Linked DNA regions of Capsicum annuum: region 1 is linked to region 2. A link is a contact called in public Hi-C data. All regions are on one chromosome and are shown on one strand. The core of a region is the stretch at or near the end of the contact, and the rest is flanking DNA. Distances in the headings are between cores, read along the strand shown. Region 1 has its middle 150 kb from the start of LOC107841427. Region 2 overlaps LOC107842584 (protein SMAX1-LIKE 6).

What was found. A called contact is a pair of places that touch in the nucleus more often than the background predicts.
Region 1: a contact with region 2 is called in a Hi-C map of leaf, with 2.8 times the contacts expected there. The contact joins two enhancer-like sites. A contact is called at or near these places in 2 of 5 Hi-C or Micro-C datasets (leaf and placenta).

The regions. Positions count from the first base shown.
Region 1 is chr9:89,718,550-89,721,249 of UCD10Xv1.1, reverse strand. It overlaps the pseudogene LOC107841425. Among protein-coding and RNA genes, the nearest start is that of LOC107841427, 150 kb to the right of the region's middle. Within about 2 kb of position 1,264, at least 1 of the 5 cell types and tissues checked has an H3K27ac peak or open chromatin away from gene starts, as enhancers often do. A contact at or near this core is called in leaf, where this site is marked.
Region 2 is chr9:89,444,007-89,446,706 of UCD10Xv1.1, reverse strand. It overlaps LOC107842584 (protein SMAX1-LIKE 6), which reads left to right. Exons shown (of 4, transcript XM_016686515.2): 3 at 1-588; 4 at 1,085-1,474. The coding sequence ends at 576. Among protein-coding and RNA genes, the nearest start is that of LOC107842584, 8.5 kb to the left of the region's middle. Within about 2 kb of position 1,251, at least 2 of the 5 cell types and tissues checked have an H3K27ac peak or open chromatin away from gene starts, as enhancers often do. A contact at or near this core is called in leaf, where this site is marked.

The DNA of each region.
Region 1 (2,700 bases), core at 15-2,514, 270 kb before region 2:
TTATGTAGTGTTTGGTTTGATGTATTGAAAATAATATGTATTATTATATTTTTAAAATAATATTAGTTGTTTACAAAAATAACCTCGACATACTGTAGCTTTGTGTATTTTCTTTGCAAAGCTTTATTATTCTTTTTTTTAAAAAAAGATCAACAATATAATTAATAACTTACTTTGGTATTTGAAGATTTAATCATTCATTTGCATGAATATTTTTTTTTGGGTTATCTTTTCTTTATTTGTTTAATATTTGTTTGTTGTTCCCACTTTATGGTGTTCTTAAGTTGAAGGGAGGTACATATAACTTTTGAATGAGGTAATAGAATCGCTATTAACATAAAATTGTGTTCCGTAGAGTGTTAAAGCTAAGCAAAAACATTATTTTTATTTGTGATATATCCTATTTTCAAAACTAAAGCTTGTACGCAATCATGCAATTTATTTTCGGGTTTTGACCAATGATTATTTTTTAAGTTAATTAAATAGTTTTTTAATGACAAATTATTTGGAGGAAAATTATCCTATTGATAGATTGAAAAGAAATAACTCGCATTGAATAAATTGAAAAAGATTTAGAAAAGATTTAAAGAAATTTGAGGGTATTTTGTCTTTACTCATATTTATCCAAGCACTACAATTCATGGATTACTAATATCACCAAATGGATTATACATCCTATAATACCATGTAGGATGTATAACTAATACATGCATTAGTTATACATTGCTCCAAATTTGTTGTCAAACAATGAATTAAATAATACCACATTTTAATACATGAATTAGAAAATTAATACATTTTAACAAATGACTCCTAAGTGTACTAACTAACAGAAGAATTGACTGACGAAGCCGATCAATCGACTCAAAAAAAAATTCAATTTAACCACCTTGAATTTCATTTTCACGTCGGAGGATGATATTTTCGAAATAGTCAAGCCAAACTTAGTAGGGTCGGCAAATTTTATTTACGTATGAGTTATGATCACATGACTATAGTAGGAGGGAAAGCCAAGGTCAAATTTTGTGGAGCTCAATTTTGATGTGCTAATTAACATACCAAGGTCAATATAACATTTTGTCATCACAGGAAAAAAAGTCGAAGCCAGAATTGCCTTTTCACCGTAATTTTATCACTCCTTTAAGACCAAAAAATCATCACGTCATGCTGAAATCTTAAGCTTGGCTTAACTAGTAAAGGGGAACCAAATATTTTGATGTCAGCCATAGGAATCAGGCAAAATTGTTTTGCGACATTAGCCTAAGGGGAAGTGTTTGCCTACCAGAAAACCACATCAAGGCCCTCTTCTTTTTGTTGATTTCAAGTGTTGATTCACTTTCGAACTATGAATATGTTATTCACTTTGCGACATTAGCCTAAGGGGAAGTGTTGATTCACTTTCGAACTATCACTTTCAAGTTTTTTTTGGTAACTCTTTGGCCCCCAAATTTTGGAGGGCCTCATTTTCTAATAATAGTATATGGATATGTTATTTATTTGTTTTTTAGAAAACAGTGCAATGTAGAAATTACAAAATATTTACAGCTTCCATCAAAATAATAGGGATGTTTTATTTTTCAAAAGTCACTTTGTATAATTTTTGAAGCTAAATTGGACTAGATTATGCTAATATTAAACGTTAGATATTCATAAGTTGTATAAAAAGATCTGTAAATTATAATTTTTTCGGGTATATATAATTTGACTCTCTAAAAATCAAACATGACAAATATTTTAGTATGAAAAAGTATAATAAAAAAGAAAACTTTCGAACTATGAATGATAGTATCGTGGAACTTTTAATAGGTAATATGAGTAACATTTAGATACTTATGTTCTTTGAATATAAATCTTTTTTGAATCATTAACATTTGACATTTGAAGTAGATGAGGAAAATTATGCCTTCTCGTTTTTTCCTTCTTAGAAGAAGATTTCACTTTTACATATTTTCCTTCATCAAACTAAGCAACAACTTTGCAAGATATTTATATACATAAGGGTGGGGGAGCGGGAGCGATAAGTTTTCTTCGCTATTATTTTTTTAAAAAAATTAAGTCTCATATTAAAGTTTTACGTTAAATCACCAAATTTATTGAGTCTCCCTTAGTCGAAGTAGTTTCTCTTCTTTCTTTTCTTATTTGGCTTTTTTCCTTCGTCTCTTATGATTTTGGAATAACTCTCTGTGAATAGATCCAAATAATTTTTCATCAGCTGTCATCTTTCCATTTCCTCTCCGCTTTAGACTCTTAAATGAAGAAAATTTCTGTTTCCGTTGTAGCTGAGTGCCATTTTATTGTTTCTTCATTATGCAAAGTCCAAAGAACTTGCCAAGGATCAATTAATTATGTCAAATTTTCTTATTGATATCTTAACAGGCTCAATGCAATTCTTGATTAATTTGGTTCACACTCAAAATGTCTAGTCGAGCCCCACATCGATGTGGGAGGTGGAATTTGGTTCCTTAACATGATCTTGGGTAATCATTATTACCGTATGAACTAACATTTGAGGTTAAATCAAAATGAGCTAGAATTGACTATCCAAGACTCCAATAAATAAATGATAGTAAGTGTTGACACAATGCAGAACATAGCTGGTAAAACAACTTTGGGGCAAACAGGACAAAATCAAGAATAAACTCATCACTCATGGAAAAGAATGTATCGTGTGGTAAACTCCTTAAAAAAGTGAATCTAGAA
Region 2 (2,700 bases), core at 2-2,501:
GGGGACAGAACATCAGAATCTTCCCCTGCATATAAAAGAAAGCAGACAGACAACAGTGACTCAAACAATGATAACTTGTTTCAAATGCCCAAACGTGTGTGCACTATCCCAAAATCTTCTCTTGATTTGAATTTGCCTGTGGAAGAGATGGAGGAGGAGAATCAACGTGATGAATGTGAAAGTGACTCTGGCTCTGAAGGTTCAAAAGCATGGTTGGAAGAAATCTTGGAGCAAATGGACAATAATGTGGTCTTCAAGCCATTTGATTTTGGAGCTCTTGCTGAGAAAATCTTAAAGGAAATCAACATAAACCTCCAGGAGATTGTTGGAGTAGATATTAAGCTGGAGATTGACTCAGAAGTAATGGTACAGATACTTGCCGCTGCTTGGTTATCAGACAGAAAGGAAGCTGTTGAGGATTGGGTGGAGAAGGTTCTCCGCAGGAGCTTTATGGAAGTCCGAAGCAGGTTCGGACATACTGATGATGGCGTCATAAGATTAGTTCAGTGTCAAGGAATTGCTGTAGAAGACCAAGTTCCTGGAATTTACTTTCCAGCTAAAATAACTATAGACTGATTTTTTAGTCAGGTATGTGTTCTTATGTACAAATGCCGTCAATAGCATTTCTGCATGTTAAGTTTCTTTGTGCATATATTCCTGTAATTTTGTTGATCCTTCTACAATTGTTTATTGTTGTATCTTTTAGAATTAGGTTATTTTGTTGTAATCATTGTACACAGAAGTATCTGTCTCTATCCCAGACCCTTGGTAGTTGCTTTCTCCCACTTGAAAAGTTTTAACTTTTCCGTTTTTCAGGAAAAGCTAGTTACTCCCGGTAATATATGTAAAGGCAGTTTTAAGATTCTAATGCGATAATGTGTTATTTTTGGTTTCTCTAGATTTTACTATTACTTCACTACATCTGTCTTTCCCCTTTTTGTTTCCTGTTTGTTGTTTTCTTTCGTTTAAGATTTGATATTTATGATTGTTTTGGTCCCACTCGATCATAACAACGAACAAACATAATATTCTGCTTAAAATTTTAAACCAATGGACTGAAGGCTTTTATGACTGCATTCATCAGGTTTAGTAGAATTGTTTTTGGAACCACTGCAAGATACCATTTTACAGAAGTGCTAGATCAAAATGGACCAGCTTCCGTTAAAACCCAGCAAGTGTGAGTCTGAAATCCATTTCATCTGGACCTGTAACATTGAAAGGAGGGGACCTTTTGATCCGGCACTTGGGGTTAGTAGTTTCCACAACAAACAAAGAGGGAAGAAGGTGAGAATTAGGAATCCATGAATGTAGCAATTAGTTTGCGTTAAGTTAGAAATTACCCTATTATGTATTTATAATTTTTGCCGCTAAACAACGTCTGCTAGTCTCACGAGAAAACTCTGTTGAAAATTGTTATTTTAACTGCAATTCATTTAAAAGAAAAAAAAGCTAAACTAAATAGCAACTTAACATATACGATGGTTGATGCACTAAGATGAAGATGGTCAATCTAGGAGATTAACTCGAGGAAGGAGAAGCTAATTCACGGTCTGTTAATTGAGAAGATGAGTCCGGCATTGAGAGGGAAAATTTTTCTAACAAAACATAACAAAACGGACACACTCCATTAAAAAATGTATTAAATCGGACAGATCGCCCATTTTCTACCGTTAACTTCGGTCTAGAAAATTATACATATATACAAATGCGAAGAAGCAGGCACGCCCATTTTGTACCCTTAACTTCGGTCTGCAAAGTAATTATACATATATAACATTTACGTATTAGAAAATTAATAATATTTAATAAAAATGTAAAATAAATAATAATGACATTTCTGTTTCAGCAATTTCAACCGTACGTTTTCGTTGACATGTCTGCTTGCTCCATGATTTTACTATATCACTCCTAGTTAATTATTATCTATCATTTACGTATTAAAAAATTAATAATATTTAATTAAAAAAATAAAATAGACATTTATAACATATCTGCTTTAGCTATTTCAATCGTAATTTTACTATAATACCTAATTAATTATTATAAGTCATCTAAGTATTAAAAATTAATAATATTTAATAGAAAAATAAAATAGACTTAAAATGATAAATTAACTCTTGCTTTTTAAAGTTAACTTGACATCTTATATGAGGTCAACTTAAGTTTTTTTTACAAGTATTTTTTATAGCAATTTTGCTATATATTAAAATAGTCGTAAAAGTATTATAAATCGCAATAATAAAAAAATTAAATTATTTTTAAAATAAAATTGACTATTAACGCTGCAAAATTTCGAACAAGGAGAGTAACATATATTATTTGAAAGTTATATAAATAGTATTATAAATTAAAATAATTAACAACTTGAAATATCTAAAAACATATTTAAAATATCATTGATTGTCTAAATTCTATTTGTGTCACATAAATTGAGACAAAAAAACACATATTGGGCCCATGCTAGTACGAACCCCTGAATATCTAGTTAAAAAATGGAAAAATTTCAGAAGTAGCAACTCTATAGCTATAATTATAACATTTATAGCAACAGTTTCATAATTATGAAAAATAGCAAATTGTATTTTGTATTTAAGTAAAATATTGCTATATAAATACATATACATATTGAATATTAGTTCCTTATCTCTAATCAGTTAAAGTTAAATAAGGGAAGAATCCGTCCCTTAATTCATGCTACAT